Linked DNA regions of Canis lupus: region 1 is linked to region 2. Evidence: chromatin contacts called from public Hi-C data. All regions are on one chromosome and are shown on one strand. The core of a region is the stretch at or near the end of the contact, and the rest is flanking DNA. Distances in the headings are between cores, read along the strand shown. Region 1 holds the start of TRMT10A (tRNA methyltransferase 10 homolog A). Region 2 holds the start of DAPP1 (dual adapter for phosphotyrosine and 3-phosphotyrosine and 3-phosphoinositide).

Region 1 (2,705 bases), core at 186-2,685, 190 kb before region 2:
AACAAAAACAAAAAACAAAAACCTTTTTGAAAGGCGCCGGCCCCGTCCCCGCAGTATCGGAAGCGCCTGATTCAGCCGTCAGGCCCCGTGGGAGGATCAGGCTGGGACCCGGGGAGATGGGGAAGAATGAAAAACAACCAAAACGAAAAGGGAGAAAGTCGTCTGCTGCTATCCTCTGTATAGCTCCAGAAAAACTGCCGAATTTTAACACTTTAAACATTTCACTGAAATCAACGCCTCGGTCCTCCTTAAAAACTATCCTGGGCTCACCACCATGGGGCCTACAGCACCTGCAGCACCTTTCGGCGGGCCTCTAGGGCACACGGCGCCCAGCCAGCCCCTCCCTCGTCGGAGAAAGGAGAGGAGGCCGATGGCAAAACCTAAAGCGGCTGCTCACGGTCTCTCGCCACCAAGTGGCAGAACCACAGCTCGTCCTCCAGCCTCTCAGAGTCTAGATTTCCCTCTCCCTTCATTATTTGGAAACTCACACTCTTCATACACTAGGGACCGGATCCCGACCCCCAAACAAACGCCGACCGGAGGCGCCCCCACAGCGCGTGGGTAGGGCCTCGCCTCCCTCTCGCCTCCAGGCACCCGCCTACGGACGCACTGGAGGAGGGATTAAACCGCAGCCAGCCAATCAGGGAGCTGCTTGGCGCCGGGGACGCGCTCTATCTGACATCACTTCCTCTGCGAACTGGGTCGCGCCGCTTCCACAGCCCCACTCCCCTGTCCCCCGGAAGCCGTGTGGCTAGTGGAGGCTGGCACTTGCAAGAGCCTCTTTTGCGCCCAGAGAAGACCAGAGAGTAGGCAAACGCCAGCGGCAGTGCCAGGTGACTTACCGAGCTGAGGAGTTGTCAGGGAACCGAGAGCACCAACACAGAGCCTTCTCCTAGTGGTCTTGCTACGGCTCACGAATCTTCCCTAGGGAACTTCAACTCCCAGAGGCAGGGACGGTAGCTACGCGTAGGAGACGGCGACGCTTACGCCTTTACGTCATCGAACTGCGCCACGTTTGGACCCGCAGTGGAAGAAAGGGGAGGGAGTTCATGTTGGGCGGAGTTGGAGTTTTTGGAGTGGGGGTGAGGGGTAGTTACGGTGATGTCTGTTTTTCCACCTCCAAGCAAGTGTGTATTTGCAGGCACGTGTTCATTTATATCTTCCTTTGGGGACGAGGGCGGTGTTAAGACACACTTACTCTTAAAAATGTTTAATTCGAGTCCACGGTGGAGGGCTCTTTAATTCTCTATGATGATGAGATGAAAGGAAAGCATAGCTGTGCCTAAACTATAATGTGTGCAGAAGAAAGTTGTCGGTATCACACGGTTGCACGCGACTCAAATGAAAAATCGAATTTTAAGAAGGAGTCAAACTCGCAGTAAGATGCACTTAAATCTAGACTGCTTAAACGTTTTTATTAAAACTATAGTCCTAAATCTTATTCGCCATTCATTCCTTGAACTGTTTTTCCTATGCTGTTTTGCAAAACATCATGTGACATTTCATTGTTCCTAATACATGACCTTATATGATCTTTTTTGCTATATATAGAGCAAGTCAACTGAGGGACAACTGAAACATAATCTAGTAGACTGTCGTTTTCTATTTAGCTTTTGTTTTGGCCTACTTCTAATAGGTAATTACTACGGAATTTGAAGATAAGAATGAGATTTGAGTGGATGAATTAGAAGACTGCCACATTGGTACGGGAAGAATTGTGAAGTAAATTACTCTTGATATTTGAAAACATATTTGAGCCTGTTTAAAGGTTTTAATAAACAAAATTAAATGCAGGATTTGAGTTCTCTAGTCAGAAAACTGAAATCATTTTTGCTTTAAACCCTCAAATTTTACTTGAAAAGCTGTGTCAGCTATAACATTGTTGTGGGTCACTCCCTATTTCTTCCTCGTCTTAAATCTAAAAGATCTCCTGGCTGAACATTGACAACAAAGTCTGGATCCATTTCTGATGTTAGTAGGGCATCTTTTTTTCAGCTGCCTCTATATCAGGCTAAAGAGTAGCTGAGGGAGGATTAGTAATTGGATATGTAGCCCTTCACATGTAGGTCATTAAACTCAAGCTGGCATAGTGACATGCCATATTTTTCAGCAGCTGTTCAGTGCCTCTCAGGATTCTGATTATGAGTAATTACATATTTTTCAGTGTTAATATTTGGCATCCTTATATATTTAAAGCAGAATTTTTGAAGTTACCTTAAAAATTCATATTGTCATCGTGGAGCCAATAAGTTTTCTTTTGATACAGCCACTTTAACTTTACAGTCTAACTTTTACAGGTACAAATATTTAAGTGGTTCTACTATCAGTACAAAGCAAGCACCAAGAAAAGTGCCAGCAAGAAGAGGGGGGAGATTTAATCAGAAATTGAAGTATAATATAGACTGTACTTGAAAGTAAATTCATGATAGGAAATAATCTTATTTTCATTGAATTGTATAACTTCATGTATTTGTTCATGAGACACATTCATTGAGTTCATGTTTTTGTCTTAGTACTGTTGATGCAAAGATAACTAAATCATAATCTCTGTCCTTGTAAGAATCCATCAACTGGTGAGAGAGCCAGCTGTAAATAAATACCCTTACAATGTACAGTGTGCTTGAGATGCCTATACATGGAAAGGAGACACTAACTGCTCTTGGAGACAGGAGATTTAGTTTTAGAAATTAATTTTGCTTCATCTC
Region 2 (2,738 bases), core at 178-2,677:
GAAACCCGTTCTTCTAATAAAGAAATTCAAATCTAGACACAATAACTCTCCCCAAATTTCTCTTTATAAGAAAATTGATGGTTTGGATGTGATAGTCATTCTGATAAAGGCCCAAGATTTCTTGATAAATAAAAATGTTTCCAACAAAGCATAAGATGTTCCAGAATTGTTAAAACAGCTTGGTTGTTTGTATCCGTTTCTATGTTCAAAACCCACATGGAAAGAATTTAGTGCTAGGAATCACTACTATTGAAAAGAATATTGAAGTAAGTTAAAAAAGAAGTAAGTTAAAAGAATATTGAAGTAAGTTAAATAATATTTATATTTATAATTTATTTATTATATTTATAATATAATATATTATATAAATTATATAAATATATATATACCTCCTATTTGTTTGGAAGCAAAAGTTGCAGTTTCTTGAAGTATATATATATGTGTATGTATATACACACATATGTATATATGCTTATGTGTGTATAATATCTAAACAATCTATTGTTAAATATATTATCCAGTATTTTGACGACTACCCAGCATTTTGTTGAATCCAAGTGGTAATGCTGCAGCAGCTGGTACTGCTCCAATGCTAAATGTGTAGTTAGTGGAGCAGGGGGGTAGTAGGGAAAGGAGACTGCCTGGGGGAAACGGGGTAAGTGACAGAAAGAATGACATTAGAGGAGAAGGTCACCAATGGGGTAGCAAAATGAGAACAGGAGGAAGGCAGGAAGACTGAAAATGGGAAGAGGGTGATATTAGTAAGCTTTGCTTCTTTCCTGAAAAAAAAAAAAAAAGAGAGAGAGAGAGAGGAGAGGTTAAGTAAAAGAAAAACCAGAATCTGCTAAAATGGGAACAAGATAGATACTGAAACACTGAACAAAAAGCTCTAGAAAGAGAACAGGAAATCTCTGCCCAGATGCCCCGATCTCTGCCAAATGTACATTCAGCACCTCCCAGGCCGGGGCTGGCGTCTGTTGCAAGAGGACCCTGTGCTCCTCTCCGTCCACGCTGTAGCAAAAAGAATTGTAAATGTTCACGTACAATCAGTTACAAGAGTGTTATCAGAGCTTAGTCTCTCCCCCAGGCTGTGTTTAGACATCAGGAATTTCTCCCACACAATCAAAGTAAGCCAGGGTCTCCCCAATCACTGACAAACAGGAACACGAGGGAAAACATTTTTTTTTTATTTCAAAGATTTTCTTTTCTTTTCCTTTCTTTCTTTCTTTTCTTTCTTTTCTTTCTTTTCTTTTCTTTTCTTTTCTTTTTTTTTTTTCTTCTTCTTTTCTTTTTCTTCTTCTTTTTTTTTGGAGTTCAATTTGCCAACATATAGCATATCACCCAGAGCTCATCCCGTCAAGTGCCCCCCTCAATGCCTGTCACCCAGTCACCCCAACCCCCCCACCTCCCTTGTACGTTTCCCAAGGGAAGAGCCGTAAGGAAAGGCGGAATGGTGCCAGATGCAGATCCTCTGCTTTAGGAACAGCTCCTCTGTCCTGGCATCCTGCAAGGCAGTCTCCTCAAACTTGAACGGGCACGGGAGTTACCTTGGGGATCTTGTTTAAATGCAGATGCTGGTCCGGACTGGCTGGGACAGAAGCTCTGCATTGCGACAAGCCCCTAGTCATGCCAATGCTGCTGGCCTTGGGTTACAGAGCACCCCGGTGACCCCTGAGTGAGTTAGGGTAAGAGAGATAGAGAGAAGGGAAAGAATCCAGAAGCACATTCTCTCCTGCATGTAAATAGAGAGAGAAGGCGGGAAGCCACACATGTTCTTTGTTCATTTACTACCCCACTTCGTCCGACTCCCAGACACTCAGCATTGCTGCAGTTTCCCTGGAGCACCTGCAGGCAGACGGGCTGCTCTGCTGCACCGATACCAGCGGTGAGTAAGCCCAGTGAAGGAGGGGGGGCTCCCAGGCTCCCCGCACCAGGCTGGTCCTCCAACTTCTCCTGCCATCTCACCCCATCCTTCCTCCTCAGAGAAAACAGCAGTTGTCTCTGAATCTTGCCAGTCTGAATGCCACGGGCATGTTGAAAAGCTTGGGTAATCAAGGCAGAAGTATCGAGAAGGCACTAAAAACCAGACTTGAGGATCGAGGCTAATGGTTTGACTCTGATTTCTACACCCGCCGTAAAGATGTTCCTGATACAGAAGCTTCCTCGGAGCCCCTTGCGTTGGCGCATGAGATGGAAGATGGGGGTGCCTGTACCCTCTTCTCCCAGGGCTGATAATAGCACCTGGGAGAAACTATGTTTGGCCTTGCCAAAGGAGCCTGAATGGATGGATAGTCCAAGCCCAGCTGGGGTGACTTCATCTTACTTTCCTTTGACAGAAACTGCATGTTGCATGATGCAGCGTGGGTGCCCTCAGAGTAGCTACCTACGTTTGCATACTTCCTGGCTGACAGAAGACTCCTGCCCGTGCCTCAGGGCCAGGGTGGTGAGTGTCAGTGGGAGGAGTAACCCAAGTTTCACTTCCTTGCTGGTTGGAGCCCAGCCACAGCAGGCTTCTCTCTCAGAGGAGGAGAGCGCAAGGAGCAGTAGACCCAACTCTCTCTCTCTCTCTCTGCCTCTTCCCATAGCAACTGGCAGGGGCTGGGGGACGTGAGGAGCGCGAATGGGCAGAGCAGAGTCTCTCGAAGGGAAGATGAGCACCCAGGATCCTTCAGATCTGTGGAGCAGATCAGATGGAGATGCTGAGCTGCTTCAGGAATTGGGGTAAGAAGCAAGTCTTT

What was found. A called contact is a pair of places that touch in the nucleus more often than the background predicts.
Region 1: a contact with region 2 is called in a Hi-C map of blood, with 2.6 times the contacts expected there. The contact joins the promoter of TRMT10A here to the promoter of DAPP1 in region 2. A contact is called at or near these places in 3 of 9 Hi-C or Micro-C datasets (amygdala and blood).

What each region holds. Positions count from the first base shown.
Region 1 is chr32:18,311,537-18,314,241 of UU_Cfam_GSD_1.0, reverse strand. It overlaps TRMT10A (tRNA methyltransferase 10 homolog A), which reads right to left and starts at 1,435. Exons shown (of 8, transcript XM_038582051.1): 1 at 843-1,435. It overlaps MTTP (microsomal triglyceride transfer protein large subunit), which reads left to right and starts at 707. Exons shown (of 18, transcript XM_038582043.1): 1 at 707-833.
Region 2 is chr32:18,116,815-18,119,552 of UU_Cfam_GSD_1.0, reverse strand. DAPP1 (dual adapter for phosphotyrosine and 3-phosphotyrosine and 3-phosphoinositide) reads left to right here and starts at 1,427. Exons shown (of 10, transcript XM_038582040.1): 1 at 1,427-1,885; 2 at 2,586-2,721. The coding sequence starts at 2,621.